Regions from separate parts of the Zea mays genome. Here region 1 is linked to region 2. A link is a contact called in public Hi-C data. All regions are on one chromosome and are shown on one strand. Each heading gives the region's core, a stretch centred on a gene start, on an enhancer-like site or on the middle of the called end of the contact. The rest is flanking DNA. Distances are from core to core; before and after follow the strand shown.

The links. A called contact is a pair of places that touch in the nucleus more often than the background predicts.
Region 1: a contact with region 2 is called in a Hi-C map of tassel, with 3 times the contacts expected there. The contact joins the promoter of LOC103653298 here to the promoter of LOC100216617 in region 2. A contact is called at or near these places in 3 of 25 Hi-C or Micro-C datasets (ear, leaf and tassel).

Annotation. Positions count from the first base shown.
Region 1 is chr4:60,548,936-60,552,214 of Zm-B73-REFERENCE-NAM-5.0, forward strand. LOC103653298 (abscisic acid 8'-hydroxylase 3-like) reads right to left here and starts at 1,411. Exons shown (of 9, transcript NM_001347215.1): 1 at 1,003-1,411; 2 at 590-908; 3 at 218-370; 4 at 1-140. The coding sequence starts at 1,223.
Region 2 is chr4:60,273,434-60,276,811 of Zm-B73-REFERENCE-NAM-5.0, forward strand. It overlaps LOC100216617, which reads left to right and starts at 1,391. Exons shown (of 4, transcript NM_001366965.1): 1 at 1,391-2,757; 2 at 2,975-3,046. The coding sequence starts at 1,864.

The sequences.
Region 1 (3,279 bases), core at 161-2,660, 280 kb after region 2:
GAGAGCGGCGGCGCCGCCCCGCTGTCGTCACGGGAGCGCATGAGGGCGTTCAGGAGGCCATGGTCGTCGTCGTCGTCGCTCCGCCGCGCCCTCCGCTCCGCCAGGATGCCGCTCAGCACCGCGCCCAGCCGCTGCCTCGCCTGCATGGGGGTGCGGTGTTGATGACATTGTGACGATGAGGGGAACAACAAAGAACAGAAATCCTCGGCCGCAGTACCTTGATGGCCTGGCTGTAGCTGGTGCAGGCGACCGGGATGGGGAAGCTGTTGTAGCCTTTCTCCATGGTGAAGTAGTTCCTCCTCAGCTCCTCCTTCACGTGGCCGGCCAGCCGGTGGCCGAAGATGGCGATGACGCCGACGTCGAAGGTGAGCTGCAAACCAAGGGCAGGAAAATGCCAAGAGGTCGGGGTGGGGTGGCCACCGTCAGGAACTATAACTACGGCAGCGCATGCGCGCGCACCACGCGTCCACGCAAGCGTACAGTGCAAGAGCTAGAACGAAAGACCGGCAGCACACGCATTGCATTTCTTTTCTTTTCTTTTGGGGGACCGTTCGCAGTAGCGCTGGCTGGCACTGGCACTGGCACGTACCCTCTTCATGGTATGGAAGGTGCTGGTGACGCGGCCTTCCCACCCGTCGAGCGTGGACGCCACGGCGGCCTCGACGTCGGGCACGAGGCCGCGGAGCGCGTCCGGGCCAAGCCAGCCCTTCACGAGGCGGCGCAGGCGGAGGTGGTAGTCGCCCTGGTGGAAGAAGAGGGCCTGCGCGCCAATCATGCGCTCCTTGCTCGGTGGGTACGTCGGTTTGAACAGGTGCGCCTGAGACACCAGCACCATCCGCGCCGCCTCCGGGCTCGCCAAGATCACGCAGGGGCAACCCAGCACGTGTGTCTTGAACACCTCGCCGTACCTATGCGGGCCGGCACAGACAATTAGTCTCGAAGAAAGATGATGGCATTTGCATCTAATTAACAGAACAATGGCCGGCACTCTTGTAATAATACCTCTTCAGCCTGGAGGCGAAGAAGACCTTCGGGTTCTGGGAGTAGAGCTGGAGAGTCTCGCCGAGGAACGGCAGACCCAGGGAGCCAGGAGGCAGCTTGTGCTCCTCCGTGCTGCTACTGCCACCTCCGGTTGTTCTCCGTCGTCTGCTCGCGTCGAGCAGCAGCACCAGCAGAGTGAGGGAGACGATGTAGATGCAAGCTACAGCGAGGAAGAAAGCCATGTGGTGTGGTGGCCGCCCCTACGCTGCAACTTGTAAGAAGAGTGATCCTCTCTCAGCCTCAGAAGGCAGCCAAGTGCCTTCGTTGTACTTCCCTTTTGTACCCGAGTGCTATTTGAAGAGGAGCACGAGGGGAGAGGGGCACGAGGGGAGAGGAGCGATCTGAGATGATCTTCTTTCCAAACGGTGGTGGTGAGAGGGGAGCCACATTTGTGGTATTTATAGAGATCCAGGAGGCAAGTGGAGAGGGTTGTCAATGGAAATAGCACTTGTCTGATCCTGGTCACACAATTTCTAAAATATTAGGGGAGTAGAGAATAAAATAGGCTAAAACCAAGAGCATGCATGTGTGACTAGAGCAACTCTAACATTGCCTTACACACTCCATGTTATGTTTAGAGGCGTGACAAAAAAAAACTATGCTCGAGCTACACTTCCTTTTTTTCGAACCCTCCTTGTTATGGTTACTGCAGAATTGATTTTCGCTAAGGATCCGTCCGTTTGGATCCATTTATTTTGAAGGAATTGGAATGTACTTAATAGAGTGGGTTATTTAACTTGGAATTTGACATTCCACCATTTTTCAAATTTTTAGATATAAATCTATCTCCAAAAAATTAATACGGTGAAAAATGAAAATTAATTTTACATATCTGTAAATTTATGTTCGTACTCTCTATCTTATAATAGGATCTTTGGCTTGCTCTCATATAGTAGGAATATAACATATAAACCATATGGTCAATAGCAATATACATAATATATTTCACATAAAACTAAATTAGCTTAGTTCATCTATCTCTAAATTACAATTATTTGAATGGAATTTATATAACTCAAAGATTCCAAACTAGGCTAACGGCCGGTATTTCAGCGTTTTCTCTATTTAAAATTAAACGATGTAAATTATTTTGACCGTCGGTTGAGAACTAGACGACTCTCAAAAGTTGTACGCTGGGCAGTCTTTAAATACTATACTAAAGCACTAGTTTACATGGTTCACAATTTTATAAAAAAAACAATCCTAAAACTTGCTTCAAAGAACCCTCTGTATCCAAAATCCACGAGCTTTGCGCGCAGCTTTTCCCCCAATCCTCAACTCATTTCTTTCCATGAAGCCATGATGTTCTGATCTATATATGGTCGTAGCACACGGACACTGTACTTTGTATGTACTAGTGCCTCCCCCTCCCCCCCCCCTCACCGTTGACTAGAGATGGCAATGGGGACCCGATCCCCGATTCCCCGCAGGGAATTCCTCCATTAGGGGATGGGGATGGGGAAGAAACTTCCCCCGCGGGGATATAAACGGGGAAAATTTAACCCCCGACGGGTAAACGGGGATGGGGACGGGGAAGCATTCCCCATCCCTGTTCCCCGCGAGGACCCGTTAAACTTGCATGTGACTATGTTTTTTGTACTAGTTAACGACAAAAATAAATAATTACCTTATCAAGAGACCACTAATTGTACAAATGTGTTCATTTTGATGTATGCATAATGATTTCTTATATCTGACAATGTGTATAAGCGGCAATATTTAACATTAATAGCAAAGTATGTATGTCTTAATTGTAATTTAAACGGGGATGGGGATCCCCGTTGGGATTTATCCCCGCGGGGAACGGGGATGGGGAAGAAATGCTCCCCGCAAGCGTTCATGGGGATCCCGCGGGGAAGTTTTTTCGTCACGGGGACGGGGATGGGGAGCTATTCCCCGGCGGGGAATTCCCCGTTGCCATCCCTACCGTTGACGTTTTGCTTCTTGGTTATGGCTGGCAGGCACCATGTGCCCACGTTTCGCCATATGGTTCGTGCTCGCTCCATTGCGTGGAGCATATGCATGGGGACCTGGATGTACTAGGTGAAAAGTTTAGATTTTGTGGCAAGCTAGTGTCCTTTACACGTCTTAAAATTTATCCACATATTGTCGCCATGCACACACATATATATATTTATATTCCACGGAGTCATACGTATTTTGTTTTGTTAGTAATACCGTGAAATTAACCATGCATATATAATAATGTTAGTTGGCTGCACGCATGGGCAGCCCTTA
Region 2 (3,378 bases), core at 141-2,640:
TCAAGTCTCCAAATTCCTATTCACCCCCCTCTTGCCTTGGCTTGCTTGTTCATCTTGATGGCCACCAACTTGTGATTTTTCTTCTTTTTCAACAAGTATGGTGTAGTGGCTTTCTTATCAACCTTGTTGGTGTGGGAGTTAGAGAGTTTGGTTATTTTTTGTCATACCCAGTTTTAAGAGTAAAACCGAATGCATAGCATATGTGTGTCAGGATCTATTTCCACACATATGTTGATGTCAGAAGTGTAATATATCAAAAAAACAATGCATAAAAGCGTAAATAAATATTATTAACATATTACACTTCGAACAGACATAATGTCTTAACCTTTATTCATCAAAGTTCAACGAAACATGAGCATCCTTCCACGTGAAGATGACCGAAGAAATCACTAGACTAGTATCCAACAAGTTCATCATCATAATCTTTATCTCCAACCTTTTGATCAAAATTAATCAAGTGTGAGCTTACTTATGATGGAGGCTCAGCAATTAGAATGAAAATGCAAAGTTAACAAGATAAGACTAAGGGGGTGTTTGGTTACCCCAAATTAAAATTTAGCCTCTGTCATATCGAATGTTTGAACCTCCGTTCCGGGTATTAAATGTAGTCGGATTATAAAACTAATTTCTCAGCCGAAGATTAAAAGACGAGACGAATCTAGTCCAGTTGGTTGGGTCTATATTTCATACTCCTATTTGAAAGTCAAATGCTTGATGTGACCCGGACCAAACACCCCCTAAGGGCTTGTTCGGTTATTCCCAATACACATGGATTGGATGGGATTGGAAAAAATTGAGAAGAAGTTTGACTTGTTTGGGATTCAAACCCATCCAATCCCACTCAATCCACATGGATTGAGAGCTAACCGAACAAGCCCTAAAGTTTAACGATATGTAAAATCAACTGATTATTCCTAGTTCTGAACCACCGGTGCACGAGGAACAGTTCCATGGTAGCCAAGATCTGGTTGGTACGATGCTTCCGTGAATGCGCCTACCCCGCGCACCTGCCCACTGACACCCACCAAGACCAACTGATGCCTCGGCCCCATGCTGCCCTGGCCCACTCGCCGGCGGTACGGCCGCGGCGGCACCAACCGGGGTGGCGTGCCTCGTAGGTGACTTATGTTCTTGTCGGGGAGTAAAAAATGGCTGCCAACGGAGGTGCTGTGACTGCTGCTGCCCCCCCCCCCCCCCCCCCCCCCCCCACACACACACACACACGTCTCGCGCTTTGATTGGCCTGACGTCGCCTCTACCGGCTCGATCCTGGGTGCGCCGCCACGTAGTACGCCCTTCCGCCTCCACTGCGGCACGCACTGCCTACCCCTCCCTCCCCCGGACGGGCCGGACCCTCTGCGACAGGGGCAGCGTGGCAGTGGGTGTGCGGGCGCGTGCATCAACGCAGACGATCCGGGCGACTTCACGTTATCAGTTAGCACGTACACGCACACCGCCGGCACCGGCGTCGGGAGGGACACCTGTCGCCCGCCGCACTCTGACCTCCGCCCCCGCCGCGCGAGACGACAGCGCCCGCACCAAGACGAGGCAACTCGGCGAGCGGGACAGGTGCTGCCAGCGCGAGCCTCCTCCCACCCAACCCCAACACCACCACCACCAGACACCAGTCCACCACTACCACTGAGGCGAGCCGGAGGCGCACACAGGCACAGCACAGTCCGGGCCCGTGCCTTCCAATTCGGTCGTCGCACACATCGATTGAGCCCGCGCACGAGCCCATCGCTTTCGCTTTGGCGTCTTCGAGAACCCGCAAGCAACCTATATAGCCCGCCGCGAATTCCGCCTGGCTTCCTCGTCGCCCGCCTCGTCGTCGCGCCGCAGTGAGAGGAGGGGGAGGCGATGGATCTCAACGAATGCGAGAGGAGGGGGCCGGCGGGGCCGGATCCGCTGTCGAGGCAGGGGTCGATCTACTCGCTCACGTTCGACGAGTTCCAGAACACGCTCGGCGGGATGGGGGGAGGGCTTGGCAAGGACTTCGGCTCCATGAACATGGACGAGCTGCTGCGGAGCATCTGGACCGCCGAGGAGAGCCAGGCCATGGCGTCGGCTTCGGCCTCGGCCTCGGCCTCGGTGTCCGCGCTGGGGGCAGCCGTCGACGGCGGGGCGGCGCTGCAGAGACAGGGGTCTCTCGCGCTGCCGCGCACTCTCAGCGTCAAGACGGTGGACGAGGTCTGGCGGGACTTCGTGCGGGAGGCGCCGCCCGGGACGGCTGGCGGCGAGGAGCCGCAGCCCAACCGACAGCCGACTCTCGGGGAGATGACGCTGGAGGAGTTCCTGGTCAGGGCCGGGGTCGTCCGTGACAACCCTGCCGCGGCAGCTGCTGCTGTCCCTGCGCAGCCGGTTGCTCCACGGCCGATTCAGGCGGTCAGTAATGGCGCCTCCATCTTTTTCGGCAACTTTGGGGGCGCCAATGACGCCGGGGCTGGAGCGATGGTGTTTGCGCCGGTGGGGATCGGGGATCAGGCCATGGGCAACGGGTTGATGCCTGGGGTGGCTGGGATGGCAGGTGGTGCGGTCACCGTGAGTCCGGTGGATACGTCGGTGGCCCAGCTGGATTCTATGGGCAAGAGCGATGAGGATCTGTCATCGCCAATGGCTCCGGTGCCATACCCCTTTGAGGGAGTGATAAGGGGAAGGAGGAGCGGTGCGGGTGTGGAGAAGGTTGTGGAGCGGCGGCAGAGGAGGATGATCAAGAACAGGGAGTCTGCAGCTAGATCCCGTGCCCGTAAGCAGGTCACACCCTTTTCCTGAACTCTTGCATGTGTTGCATCAGTAGTAGTTGTTTCTTATTGCAAGTTGCTTCTGATAAATAAGCACATTGGCCTTGTCTATGCCCTGTCCAAATCAACGGATATTTGATTAGGTAGTAAGGTAGACTCACATCTGGCCTAGCCTATCACATTTGCAACTTCGACACATAACCTGTTGCTTATATCTGTTACGAATGTAGGCTTATACAATGGAGTTGGAAGCCGAAGTTCAGAAACTGAAGGAACAAAATGCAGAATTGCAGAAGAAGCAGGTATATACCATGTTGTACAATTTCTGTACAGTGAAGAGTATTTTCTGTCACTTAACGGAAAGGGATTCTGATCACATTTGCATGCCTGGCTCAATGTTAATTGCAGCAGTTCTTTCACAGATTTTGGTAAAATAACATATGTTTATTTATTTAGTAAAGTTACAGTGATTTTTCCTTAAGGGTTGGACTGTTGGAAGTTGGGTACAGAAGATTGTTTACTTTGAATAGTTCTACTTTTAAAAAGCTAAATTCTATGGTGATGTACGTTTGAACAAGTGTCATGTAGAATTTCTCTGAATCATTTATAGGTGATTTCCACAATTGATATGAGC